Regions from separate parts of the Canis lupus genome. Here region 2 is linked to region 1. Evidence: chromatin contacts called from public Hi-C data. All regions are on one chromosome and are shown on one strand. The core of a region is the stretch at or near the end of the contact, and the rest is flanking DNA. Distances in the headings are between cores, read along the strand shown.

Region 1 (3,538 bases), core at 222-2,721:
TTTTATTTTACTTTACTTTATGTACTTTATTTTATTTTACTTAACTTTGAACACCAGTGGAGACGCCTCTTACCACATGCCCACAAGGTCCCGATTTCTGTGGCGCGGCTCCCTGGAGGGCCTGGGCAGGGCTCAGACTCCCACCAGGGGTGCGACTGCCACCCGGGAGGACTCACACTTCAGAGGAGAGGATATCCTTCAGGTCGAGTGATAACTGAATCAATCAAGCCAAAACCCAAAAAAGCAAACCTGCCTCTTCAAGGAAAAAAAACAAATTATGAAGATGTGTTTTCCCTACCAATCTTCCTTGGGATACAGGCCTGGGTCCTTGGTTGTTGGCACCTGCAGCCATCTGCGGGTCCAAGCACAACCCTGGATGGAGACAGAGACAGCAGCTTGTACCAGCCAGATGTTGGGAAGGGTAGTAGGGCCAAGTGAGTAGGAAGCCAGGGGGGATGGGCAGAAACTTCAGGATACAGGACCTTGGACCCAGAGCCCAGGACCAAGAATCCAAGACCAAGGATATAAGAGCAGGACCTAAGAGCCCAGGATCCAGGACTAAGGATGTAGGACTAGGACCTCAGAACTCAGGACCCAGGACCAAGGATGTAGGGAATGGGATCACAGAGCCCAGAATCCAGGACTCAGGATGCAGGAGTAGGACCCAGCATCCAAGAGTCAAGATGCAGGACCCAGGGCCCAGGTGATATCAGCCTTGGGCCTTCTGGGCACAGCCTGGCCCCTTGCTGGTTTCCTGAGACCAAGTTCACAGGAGACACAGCTAGCCAACCTCTTCTGTGAGCATCGTTTTATCTTACTCAGTCCCACACCCCAGCTCTGGGCATTTTGCCCTGTAAATAGGAGATGTTGGATTAATAAACATTTGTCTCATTCAACAAAGAGTTATTGAGTACTCTCTGGGTTATTCAGTCCTAGGAATATACTAAGAAACAGTAGAAAAAGTCCAGGCTCTTATAAAATTTGCATTCTAATCACATTTATGCTCCAATTAGTAATTAAATAACTAAGCTATCAAGCTCACCTAAGTGAAGAAAAGCCCAAGAATGTATTAGATGGAGATATTGGGGGGTCGCGCTGGGCAGGTGGGAGCTACTTTAAATGAGTCTTAGGAGATGCCTGTCGGAGGCCATGCCAGTTGACCTCAGACCTGAGCAGCAAGAAGGAATGAGACAAGTAAGAGGCAAAAACCATGTCTCACACAGAGACAGCCAAACTCCAGCAGCAGGAACAAGCTCAGGCAAGGGTGTTGGTCTCACTCAAACCTGAGAGCTCTAATGGGGGTCTTTGTCTGCTTAGGCTCTGTCACAGAACACCACAGGCTGGGTGCTTTCAAACAACAGATGCTTCTTCTTCACTGTCTGGAGGATGAAGGTCCAGGATCAAGGTCCCAGCAACTCTGGGGTCTCATGACCCCACTCCCTGGTCCATGGATGGTACCTTCTTGCTGTGTCCTTACAAGGTGGGTGGTGTCAGGCGGGCTCTCTGAGGTCTCTTTTATGAAGACAGTAATCCCATCATGGGGACTCCACCATGATGAGGTGACCTCATCACCTCCCAAAGGCCCTACCTCCCAACACCATCATAATGGGGGTTAGGATTCAACATATGAATTTTGGGGATCACCAACAGTTGTCCTAACACAGGGATTCGAGGGACGTAACGAGCTTATACACAGAAGGAACAGCACCTGCTGGGTCTTGGAGTCCCAGTCAAGAGTGGGGGTGTTACTCCAAGGAAGTGGGAAGCTATAGATGAGATGGTTAGGAACTCGAGACATGTGTGATCTCCCTCAGGTCTTGGAGAGAACATGCTGGAGGGAGGGTGTCAGAAGAGAGGATGCTGAGTTGAATGAATATCGCTGAGCAGATTCTAAAAGGAAATGTTTGATTCCTTCTTATACATCTTGATGGATGCATGGGAACACAGTGAGCATCCACATTGTGCAATTTTCAAGGCCTCTGTCCCCACCCTGGAGGCTGAACAAGGCTGCTGGCTGCTTCCCTTGGAGCACCGAGCTACTCAAACTGGTGGCAAAGGAAATACAGAAAATGCCTAAATGAGTCTACTGGGATTTCAGTCATAAACATCATTTATATATTTTCCGAGTTCTGGTGGGAGCTCTTCACAGCCAGCCCATTTCCCCTCTTGTTCCTGCTAAACTTTATTCTCAGTAAATTCTCACCAGTCCCACTTGAACCCCCATCCAGGTTGGGTCTGCGAGTCTATTCTAAACCATGTTTACCAAAGGTTTACAACTTGGCTGCAAATACCAGTTGGCACCGAAACTGGAAACTTGGCATGAGCCATTTGGCATAAACATTGCCCGGAAGCAGTTTTTCTATCTAAATCTGAGAAAAACAGGCTAGGTCATTTTCCAGTTATTTGTGTTATTCATGCATAAATAAAATGAAGCCTGACAGCTTCAAACAGTTGTTTGCTTTTGAGCTCTTCAAAAATAGATTCGATCCAAGAAAAGTAACATTTGGTAAACAAATACTCCATGACGGACTGTAAAAAAAAAAAAAAAAGGGAAAGGAAAAGAAAAAAAAAAGTGGACTGGAGTACATTAAATAGAAAGGGAAAATGAAAATGTTTCAAAAGTCATTTTGTGTCAGAAAGTAGGAGCTCGGCGAGGTGATTAGATGGATTCGAGAGGCACATTCAGAGAGGCCTGTTTGAAAGCGTAAACAAGCCAAAGATAGGCTTTCAATTGAAGTAAAACTATTAAAATCTGAGCTCATCCTAAAACACAAGGTGACTAAATCTGTGACATTCAAACAAGAAAGAAACAAATTATTTTTAAGTGAGTTTTCTAAGAACAGTGGTTAGAAGGAAGAAAATATATGAATGGCACATGAAAATGTGCTAATGCAAAAAACAAAACAAAACAAAAAAACAAACTAATGGCGACGTCTGAGGTCCCTCTGCCCATCTATGTGATGCATTGAAAATCTAGAAATGTAGCCTGTGGGCTTCGAATTCCTGCAGCCAGCAGTAGCTCTCTAAAAAGAGAACGTGACGGTCCAGACCTCGCTCCAAAGAAAGCCTTTCTGGCAAATTTAAAAGTCAGCCTTGACGTCAAGCGATTCTTGACAACACTGGCTTTGAGCTCCGCGGAGCGTGGGCAGAATGGACTTTCACTCCGGCCACCCTATCAGCGGCTGACTGCAAAGACCATGTAGGGCAAAATAAAACCAAGCCAACTCAAACAGAAAGTAAAAATAAGTCAGAGAGGAAAGAAGGCAGGATGGAGAAGACAGCTCGCCACGGGCCCACCTAGAACACGTGTTCTCTACGGAAGGGATTGTTTTCATAGTTTTGCTCTGAGTGGTTGCGCCTTTCAAATGGTTTGTGGATTTTGTTTGTTTGCTTGTTTTGGTTATTTTTAGCTGTTGTCCATGCTCAGATCAGATGCACGAGAGTACATCCATGATTACTCTTGATTAAAAAAAAAAAAAAAATGCTTTTAGGTAGACCGCTAGCAGCACAGTATCTATCATCTGATAGTGGAAGGGTT
Region 2 (3,894 bases), core at 1,383-3,882, 120 kb after region 1:
GCGTGAAGGGAGCTTGTCCAAACACAGTGCTGGACAGCCCCACCCCACCCCAGCTTCAGATTCTGTGGGGTCCGGGCCTGGATCCCGAAAACTGCATCTTTAACAGGTGCACAGGCACTCGGGATGCTGTTCTAGGCCTGGGACCCTGAGAACCAGTTACAAAGCATTTCCTTGTTCAAGGCCAAAATTCTCACCAAATCCAAGTGTAAAACCTCTACTTTATCCTAAAGTACCCCAGTCAAGAGCCAGCAAATCCAGCATGAATCTTCCAGGCCTCTCTGACCCTTTCTCTGCAGGGTAGGCAGGTTTCCCAGGCATACGGTGTGTGTGTGTGTGCCAGAGAGGGAGTCAGGGAGAGACTCCGATGCTGTCCCAGCAGGTCAGGCCCTGCTTGGTGGGGCTTCTGGACCCTCAAAACACTGGGTCTGTACCCCAACTCCCGGGGTCACCAGCAAGGCGGGCCTGAGGGCTGAGGGGGTGGAGGGGAATACAAAGCCACCCAACCTCCCCGTCCCCCTCCAGGGGGGGTTGGGTGGATCTGGAGTTGGAGGGGAGGGATGGAGGGGACAGAGCGGAGGGGGACTGAGGGACAGAGGAGGATGGACGGGGGACAGAAGAGGATGAGGACAGAGGGGGAATGAGGTAGGAGCAGAGGACAGAGAGGAACAGAGGGGGACAAGGTGGGAGGACAGAAGAGGGTGGGGGACAGAGGAGCATGGAGGGAGATAGTGCAAGATAGGAGAGGTAGAGGAGGGTGGACGGGGGACACAGACGGGTCAGAGGAGACGGAGTCAATCAGAGGACAGAGGATGGACAGGGAATGCAGAAGAGGATGGAGGCAGGGGACGGAGGAGATTGGATGAGGGGCACAGAGGAAGATAGGTGAGGCGGGCAGGGAGGACGGATGAGGGGGGCAGAGGAGGATGGGTGAGGGGGACAGGGGAGGATGGGCGAGGGGGGCAGGGGAGGATGGGCGAGGGGGGCAGGGGAGGATGGGCAAGGGGGGCAGAGGAGGATGGGTGAGGGGGCAGGGAGGACGGATGAGGGAGCAGAAGAGGATGGGTGAGGGGAGTAGAGGAGGATGGGTGGGGGGGCAGGGAGGATGCACGGGGGCGGGGAGGATGGGCGAGGGGGGCAGAGAGGATGGATGACGGGGGCTGAGGAGGATGGGCGAGGGGGACACGGGAGGATGCACGGGAGAGGGGGAAGCCCGAGGAGGATGCACTGGGGGCAGAGGAGGATGGAGGAGGGGGGGCAGGGGAGGATGGGTGAGGGGGGCAGAGGGAATGGGCGAGGGGAGCAGAGGGGATGGGCGAGGGGGTCAGGGGAGGATGCATGGGAGGGGGGAGGCCGAGGAGGATGGGTGAGGGGGGCAGGGAGGACGGGTGAGGGGGGCAGAGGAAGATGGGTGAGGGGAGCAGAGGATGGATGAGGGGGGCCGAGGAGGATGCACGGGGGGGAGGGGGGGCAGAGGATGGGCGAGGGGAGCAGGGAGGATGGGCGAGGGAGGCAGGGGAGGATGCACGGGAGGGGGGAGGCCGAGGAGGATGGGTGAGGGGGGCAGGGAGGACGGGTGAGGGGGGCAGAGGAAGATGGGTGAGGGGAGCAGAGGATGGATGAGGGGGGCCGAGGAGGATGCACGGGGGGGAGGGGGGGCAGAGGATGGGCGAGGGGAGCAGGGAGGATGGGCGAGGGGGTCAGGGGAGGATGCATGGGAGGGGGGAGGCCGAGGAGGATGGGTGAGGGGGGCAGGGAGGACGGGTGAGGGGGGCAGAGGAGGATGGGTGAGGGGAGCAGAGGATGGATGAGGGGGGCCGAGGAGGATGCACGGGGGGGGGGGGGGGGGGGGCAGAGGATGGGCGAGGGGAGCAGGGAGGATGGGCGAGGGAGGCAGGGGAGGATGCACGGGAGGGGGCAGGGGGCACGCACGGGGGGCGGGGCGGGTGCACGGCGGGGGCGGGGGCAGAGGATGCCAGGGCGGAGGCGAGGCCCGGGGCGGCCGCGGGGCGGGGGGACGGAGGGGCGTCCGGGGGCAGGGCCGGGGCTGGGGCCGGGGCCGGGGCCGGGGCGCGGAGGCCCGAGGGCGGCCGGCCGGGCAGCGCGGCGCACGGAGCGGCTCGGCGGGGGCACCGGGACCGGGACCGGGTCCGGGGGGCGGGGCGCGGAGCGTCCCGGGGCCTGGGTGACGCGGCCGGGGAGCGGGGAGCGGGGAGCGGGGGGTCCGGGGTCCGGGGTCCGGGTCCGGGCCCGGGCGCGGGCGGAGGAGCGGCTCGGCCGGTCGGGCGGCCGCGGGCGCACTGAGCCGCTCGGCCCGCACCTCCCAGCGCCGACTCCTCCGGCGCGCGGCGGCCCGCGCCTTATATACCCTGCTAAAAATAGCCTGCGAGGACGCCGTCCAATCAGCGCCGCCTGAAGTTCGAATTGGGCCAATGGCCGGGCGGCTGACGGAGAGGCTCGGTCACGCCAGGCGGGGCCGCTGTGAGTCGCCGCCCGCCATTGGCCGGAGCTGACATCACCGGCGCGCGGCCCCCGGGCCGGGCGCAGCGTGATTGGGCGGCGCGCGGGGCGGGCATGGGCGAGTCACGTGGGGGGAGGGAGTGGGGGGAGCCGGGCGGGGAGGAGGGGGGAGGCTGGCAGCGGAGCTTTGAATAGGGAAGTTTTGCAGGGGTTACGTTTGCAGTCAGTCCGGTGTTTGCAAATATTGTGTGGGCTCGCGAGCGCGTCTCCGGGCTCCGGCAGGATCCGAACCCGCGGCGCCTCACTGCTGCGCGCTGAGTTTGCATGAAACTTTCCCCGGCGCTGCAGGCACGGCCGCTGCGCTCCCGGCTCCAGCCCGCACAGCTCCCTGCGTTCTCGGCGGCGGCGGGGACTGCCTCTTCCAGCCCGACATGGACGTACTGCCCATGTGCAGCATCTTCCAGGAGCTGCAGATCGTGCACGAGACCGGCTACTTCTCGGCGCTGCCCTCCCTGGAGGAGTACTGGCAACAGGTAAGCCGCGCTCGCGGGGCCAGGTGCCCGGGCCGCCAGCACCGTGCAAGCCCGCGCGGGCTGGATGCTCGGCGCTCCGGCGTGCGCGCTCCTCCTCCTCCTCCTCCTTCTCTTATTTTTCTTTTTTTTTGTTTGTTTGTTTTTTTTTTGTGTTTTTTGTTTTTTTTGTTTTTTGTTTTGGATGGTTTGCGTACATTTTGTTAAAAATAAAAAAAATAAAATAAATACATAAAATCCTGAGCCTGAGAACGAGCCTGTGCTGCGTGCGTGCGGGAGGCACCTGCGAGGAGCCGGGGACGGCGCGGAGCAGGGCTGTCACCGGAGCGCGGCGCGGCGGCCGGGGCCCGGGCTGCAGGGGCGCAGCCTCGGGAGGGCAGCCCCGGGCTCGCGGCTTCTGCCCTGGGCAGCCCTGGGCAGAACTTTGCTGCTCCCAGCAGCTCCACTCTCCGCCGCTGGAGCTGCTCCTGGGAGCCGCCGTACAGTGCCAAGGGTTTGTTGTTGCCTTTTTTTTTTTTTTTTCCGAAATGGAGAAATCGTTTGTGTTTTGCTTTTTTTTTTTTTTTTTTATGTTTGTACTGACAGTTTTTGTCCCCCCCCCCCCCAATTAAAAATGTCACCAGTGAAATCTTTCCACCAGCTCGTTGTCCCTCCTGGGCCATTTCCAGTTTCTCCTTCCTCTTTGGAAATCCTTAAGATGTGTTTCGATCTGCCTTGTTTTTCTTTACCTGCGTCTTTTGTTGACCAGAAAGAGAGAGGAGGAAAAAAAAAAAAAAAGCCAACAATGTTTGCACAACCAGTGACTTCTCAGTCATATGACAATGAGCCGGTCCAAATTGCTTTAAGTCTGAGTTTGAGGAGAAGAGTCTCGGTTTCCGGCATGTTTTTTTTTTCCTGTTTTTTTCTT

The links. A called contact is a pair of places that touch in the nucleus more often than the background predicts.
Region 2: a Hi-C map of amygdala shows a contact between it and region 1, with 2.3 times the contacts expected there. The contact joins the promoter of KLF6 here to the enhancer-like site in region 1. A contact is called at or near these places in 2 of 9 Hi-C or Micro-C datasets (amygdala and skin fibroblasts).

Annotation. Positions count from the first base shown.
Region 1 is chr2:30,566,265-30,569,802 of UU_Cfam_GSD_1.0, forward strand. The region is part of intron 1 of LOC102156436 (a long non-coding RNA gene); the gene reads right to left. Among named protein-coding and RNA genes, the nearest start is that of KLF6, 120 kb to the right of the region's middle. Within about 2 kb of position 1,472, at least 4 of the 20 cell types and tissues checked have an H3K27ac peak or open chromatin away from gene starts, as enhancers often do.
Region 2 is chr2:30,686,267-30,690,160 of UU_Cfam_GSD_1.0, forward strand. It overlaps KLF6 (Krueppel-like factor 6), which reads left to right and starts at 2,633. Exons shown (of 4, transcript XM_038530210.1): 1 at 2,633-2,990. The coding sequence starts at 2,889.